Linked DNA regions of Sus scrofa: region 1 is linked to region 2. Evidence: chromatin contacts called from public Hi-C data. All regions are on one chromosome and are shown on one strand. The core of a region is the stretch at or near the end of the contact, and the rest is flanking DNA. Distances in the headings are between cores, read along the strand shown.

The links. A called contact is a pair of places that touch in the nucleus more often than the background predicts.
Region 1: a contact with region 2 is called in a Hi-C map of skeletal muscle, with 2.7 times the contacts expected there. The contact joins the promoter of PBX3 here to the promoter of MAPKAP1 in region 2. A contact is called at or near these places in 1 of 5 promoter capture datasets (liver), 12 of 47 Hi-C or Micro-C datasets (alveolar macrophages, embryonic fibroblasts, epiblast stem cells and 6 more) and 1 of 2 datasets of contacts at active chromatin or transcription factors (alveolar macrophages).

The regions. Positions count from the first base shown.
Region 1 is chr1:266,381,951-266,384,650 of Sscrofa11.1, forward strand. It overlaps PBX3 (pre-B-cell leukemia transcription factor 3), which reads left to right and starts at 1,361. Exons shown (of 9, transcript XM_021068936.1): 1 at 1,361-1,650; 2 at 2,588-2,661. The coding sequence starts at 1,451.
Region 2 is chr1:266,345,083-266,347,836 of Sscrofa11.1, forward strand. MAPKAP1 (target of rapamycin complex 2 subunit MAPKAP1) reads right to left here and starts at 1,302. Exons shown (of 11, transcript XM_021068873.1): 1 at 857-1,302.

The DNA of each region.
Region 1 (2,700 bases), core at 111-2,610, 37 kb after region 2:
GCGGGCGCCAACTCCAAGCTGTGCCCTCTCGGTTACTATGGTGATCGCGGGGTGGGCGGGGCCACCATTCCCTGCGTTTCCCCCCCCTCTGCCCAGGACTTTTCGAACGCTCCAATAGGGACAGCCCTTTCTTGACTCTGTCCCGCCCCGCTCGGCTCCGAGAGTGATTCGATTGGTTTGCAAACAGGCGGTGGGGTACCCCAAGGATACCACCTCAAAACGGGAAGAGCGGGAAAGTGTACAAGGCGCTGTCCGAGGCGTGAAGCTCACAGCGCTGTGGGGAAGCACATGGTTGGCCTTGGAACGAGTTGCCCCGTGTCCTGTATACAACTCTACACACTCAGGACTGCTAGCACTAGAGACATGAGCCGGGGTGCGGGCACACCGTTTGCGGGCCGGGGCGGCCCATCCCGGCGATAGAGGACAAGACGAGGCGTAAAGATCCGGTGGCGCGCTCTCGGGCGCTGGGGATCAGAGGCCAGAGTGGGCGGGCAGAAGTCCGGGGGCGGTGCCAGCGGCGGCGGCGGGAGGCGCAAGGCCCAATGAGTGCGCGCACCGCCCCCGGGGGCGGGGCTTTGGGGAGCGCTCCCCCCGCCCTCCCACACGCCCCCGCCCCTCCCCCCGGGCGCCGGGGCCGCAGTGAGTGAGTGGCACTGGCAGCCTGTCAATCCCTCAGCCGAACGGCCTTCGAGCCCGGTCCGCGGCGGCTGCTGGCAGGGTGCGCGGCTCCGGCAGTGGCGGCGGCGACTTCTCCCGCCCCATCAATCTGCTGTCCGCCCGGCGCGCGGCCCGCCGGGGCCCTTCCTCGGGCTCCGCGCCCCCACCGCGCCTGCCCGCTCGCCCGCTCCCAAACTTTCCTCCTCCGCCCCCTCTCGCTCCCCTCGGCCCTCCCGCCGGCCTCCTCCTCCGCCGCCGCCGCCTGCCGCCGCCGCTCCCTCCCCCGGGGCCGCCGGGGCTCGGATCCCGCCCGGCCGAGGTGGCCGAGGCGGCGGCGGCGGCGGCGGCGGGGGCCGAGGGAGGGGAGTGCGCAGGCTGGCGCGGGTGGCGGCGGGCGTCCCAACAACTCGGCCGGTGCTGAGGAGCAAGTTGCGCGGGGCCACCCGGCGGGGCGCGCGGCGGCGAGGAGGCGGCGCGGCGGCCGCGTGAGGGCAGCGGGCGCCGCTGCCTCCGCCTCCGCCACCGCCGCGGAGCCCAGCGCTTCCGCCCGGCGCTTCTCCTCAGCCTCCGCGGCGGCGGAAGCCGGAGCCGGGCGCCCGTCTGCACCGCCTCAGCCGCGGGCCCCGCCGGCCGGGCCGCCCCCTCCCCGCGCGGGCGGGGAGCGCGCGGCCGCCTCCCCCTCCCCCTCCCCCTCTTTCTTCTCCTCCCTCGTCGCCGCCGCCGCCGCCGCCGCCGCCGCCTCAGCCTTCGCCTCAGCCGCCGCCGCCGCCCGCTCCCGCCCGCGCGCGGCGGGATGGACGATCAATCCAGGATGCTGCAGACTCTGGCCGGGGTGAACCTGGCCGGCCACTCGGTGCAGGGGGGCATGGCCCTGCCGCCTCCCCCGCACGGCCACGAAGGGGCGGACGGCGACGGCAGGAAGCAGGACATCGGCGACATCCTCCACCAGATCATGACCATCACCGACCAGAGCTTGGACGAGGCGCAAGCAAAGTTGGTGTCGTCTCATTAAGCATCTTTTGTGTGTGTGCGGGAGCCGGGCCCGCGGCAGAGTCCGGCCCCGGGTGGCGCCCGGGCCGGGGGCCTCAGCCCCGGGGCGGGGAACTTTCTCCGAAAACAGGCCGCCCGCCCGGGCCTCGCGGGGGACTTGCCCCGCGCCCCTCGACGCAGGCGGGAGGCGGCAAAGTTGCTCTCGGGGCGCGGGACGGACTTGGTGCCGCGTGGATTGTGTGGGTTTCTCTCACCCCCGCGTCCGGCCCTGTGGCAGCCCGGCCCCCTCGTACGGATTCAAACCTCCCGCCCGGACCCCGGTGCACGCCGCGGCGAGCGGGCCCCGGGCCGCACTTGAGGGAAGTGCAACTTTCTGCTCGGCCGGGAGTCCCGGCGCCCGGCTCCGCCTGGCCGCCGGACGACCTCGCTGTGCGGGCGGCCGCCCCGGCCCCGCCGCGGGGCGATGGGCGGTTCCCCGGCGGGTCCGGGCGCAGGCGGCCAAGTTCTCGGGAAGGGAGGGCCGCCTGGCAAACTTTGCCAAGCTGTCACCGCCCGCTGGCCGCAGTCGGCCGGCCGCCCGTGCGCGCCCGCTCCCCCGGCGGAGGGCGGACGCAGGAGCCCCTCCACGCCGTCCTGTCCCCTGGGTCGCCGCCGTCTGCCCCCGGATCGCGGTTGCCCGCGCGGGTTCGCGCCCTGCGGTCGCCGAGGCTGCTGCCTGCCGGGCAGATGGGTCGCGCTTCGTTCGGGCTGGAGCTTTGGCTGCCGGAGCTTGCCGGCTGTCGCCAACTGAGTCAACTTGAGTTCTGTTGACTTGCCGTGGTTCCAAAGAGCCTTCCAAAATAGGGGGCCGGAATGAAATCTTGGGTCTAAGTTAAAGGAAGGCGCCATATTATTCCATAGGTGATGCTAATACCTTTGTGTTTTGCTATTTGTTTTTTAGGAAACATGCCCTGAACTGTCACAGAATGAAACCCGCGCTCTTCAGCGTCTTGTGCGAGATCAAAGAGAAAACAGGTAAGACGCTGCGCCCGGCCGTGGGCCTGGAGACCCCCG
Region 2 (2,754 bases), core at 52-2,551:
CAGAGAATATGAAAAAGAAAACATGATGCCTCCTTTCCCTGCGGTTTTAAATTAGGAATCCACTCCTTCTGCTTGCTGGAATAGAATGAGAATGTTGACTTTGTTTTAACTGATATGCCTAAACATCTGCCTCCATTTGACTGTTCACACCTAGGGAAGTTGTGAACTTCACTACTTTTGGCTTATAACATGATGCTTTTGAACAGTACCAGGTATTGTGATAGGCTTCGAAAATCACTTGCATTCATTTAGAATGAAAATTGAACCAATCTCTGAGTCAACTTTTAGGTGTCTGGTTAAAGTAATGCTCTTGTTTAAACTACGAAGAGTTGTTTTGTTTTGTTTCCAGCCTTCAACAGATCTAGAAGACTCTATGCCACTCCCATAAACAAAAAGCTGAATCAAAGTTCCATCAGCACTCAGGCTAGACCAAAAAAAACAGTTCTGCAAGGCTGTTTACCCCTCTGGGGCAATGGAGAGCAGGGGCGCTAGGTAACAGAGACTGCACAGGCAGTGCTTTAAAAACTTGCTTTTCACGTTATGAAGATTAAGACACCAAGACGTTGCTGAGGGTAGGGCCAGAAACTGCCAGGGTCAACAGTACCCTTACCAAACCCCAATACTACCAGGCCACTAGCTTCTCCTCCCCCAAATCACACACCCAGCTGTCAAGTTCATAGCAGCCTCCAGTTCTGGAAAAGCCCAGGAAACGGATTCTCACAGGAGACCAGAGCAAGGGCCAGACAGGCTGCCCACTAGGCAGAGCCGAGCGCGAGGAGTAAGGAGGGCCGCCAGGTGGCTCGGGTGGGCGGACAGGCGAGGGAGCGAAGGAGCTAGCGGCTGGGGTAACCTTTACCTGAAGCTGCTGCCACACTACGTACGGGCCGGGTCGGCCCCGGGACACGTTCCTGAGGGGAGGGCCCGGCACCCCGCGCCTCCCGGCCCCAGCCCGAGCAGCGCACTCTCGGAATCCTCGGGGGCCGGCGCTCCTCCCAGCCGGCTCAGCAGCCGCTTTCCGGGCCAGCCCTCATGCCCCCGCCGCTCGCCGCCGCTGGCCGGCTGAGCAGCAGTCCTGTTGACCGGAGCCCCGCCACGACCCGGAACCGCACCCCACGCACCGGAAGTCCCCGACCGGGAAGAAGCCCCTGGCTGGGGACGTAGTGCGCAGGCCCCAGAGCCAAGAGCAAGGAGGGAAGCCCTCCCGGGGGGCGGGGCCGAACGGGAGGCCGTGCGCATGCGCACCGCTTCCCTGGCCACGGGTAAATCTCAGGTTTGAGAGACTAGCTGTCAGCCAGTCTGGCGAGATACGCCGACTTCTCGGTTTGCATTGGGTAGAAATTAACGTCAGCCTTTTTCGAATTTCCTTCCTTCTCCCCGCTTCCACGGGAAAAAAAAAGCCCTCAGTTGATACTGAAAAAAGTGATGAGGCCTCTTAGTCTCTGGGTTAGGAAGACATGGGTTCAAATTCTAACTCTAACCTACTGTGTATCCTAAAATGAGACAACTCCCCTCTCTGACCCTAAGTTTTCCGGTGCATACAGTAGTTCCGATTTTAGAGTACTGCTGTGAGAGTGAATGAGATGATGCTTTATTTTATTTTATTTTTGTCCTTTTGCTTTTTTCTAGGGCCGCTTCCCGCGGCATAAGGAGATTCCCAGGCTAGGGGTCTAATCGGAGCTGTAGCCGCCGGCCAACGGCAGAGCCACAGCAACGTGGGATCCGAGCCGCGTCTGCGACCTACACCACAGCTCACGGCAACGCCAGATCCTTAACCCACTGAGCAAGGCCAGGGATAGAACCCGCAACCTCATGGGTCCTAGTCGGATTTGTTAACCACTGCGCCACGACGGGAACTCTGAGATGATACTTTAAAAACAGCACAGGAGTTTCCACTGTGGTGCAGCGGGTCAAGGATCCAGCTCTATTTCTGCAGCAGCTTGGGTTGCTGCTGAGGCCCGGGACGACTCTCAGCCCAACGCAGGGGTTAAGGATTAAGCATTGCAGAAACTATGGCGTAGGTCCCAGATACTTCTGGGGTTAGATCCCTGACCCAGGAACTTCTATCGGGCGGGGAGGGTGGTCAGGGGGAGGGGCGTGACCAGACAAGGCCAAAAACAAAATAAACAAACAAAAAAAACCACTCAGCACAGTGCCTGACACACTAACTTAGTAAATGTTAGTTACTATTCTATTATCTGTAAAATGGAGATAATTATCTTCCTCAAGAACTGCAGGGAGGTTTACTGGAGATATGGGACCCGCCCCAAACAGAAGCTCATTATTGGTAATCTCGTTCCCTCGGGGAATCCGTAGGGGAAGCTGCCGTGAAGGGGGAGGAAGGACTCAAGCAATGCAATGACAGATAGTCTGGACTGTGGCTCTCAAAAATACACCTTAGCAAAGGGAAGGGGAGGGAAAAAATCAAGGCTGAATTTCAGCCCAGGAGGGATCTTACCCAATATTAAAATTACCAATAAATACACCATGAATCCACCCCATGTATTCAAATATATGATTGATTTCTTAGCTCATAGGGAGGGGAAAAATGCATCTTACCACCCAACTATCACCATAGTTCTGCACACATACCACCATAGTTCCATCAGTGACCTGTTGGAGGTGCTCTGCCAAAGCAAAGGGTGTGAACAAGGTTGGACATTTTATTTTCTGAGGTCACCAGGTTATCTGTCCCCTTCTAAATATGAATCTTCAGGGAGTTCCTGTCGTGGCTCAGTGGTTAACAAATCCGACTAG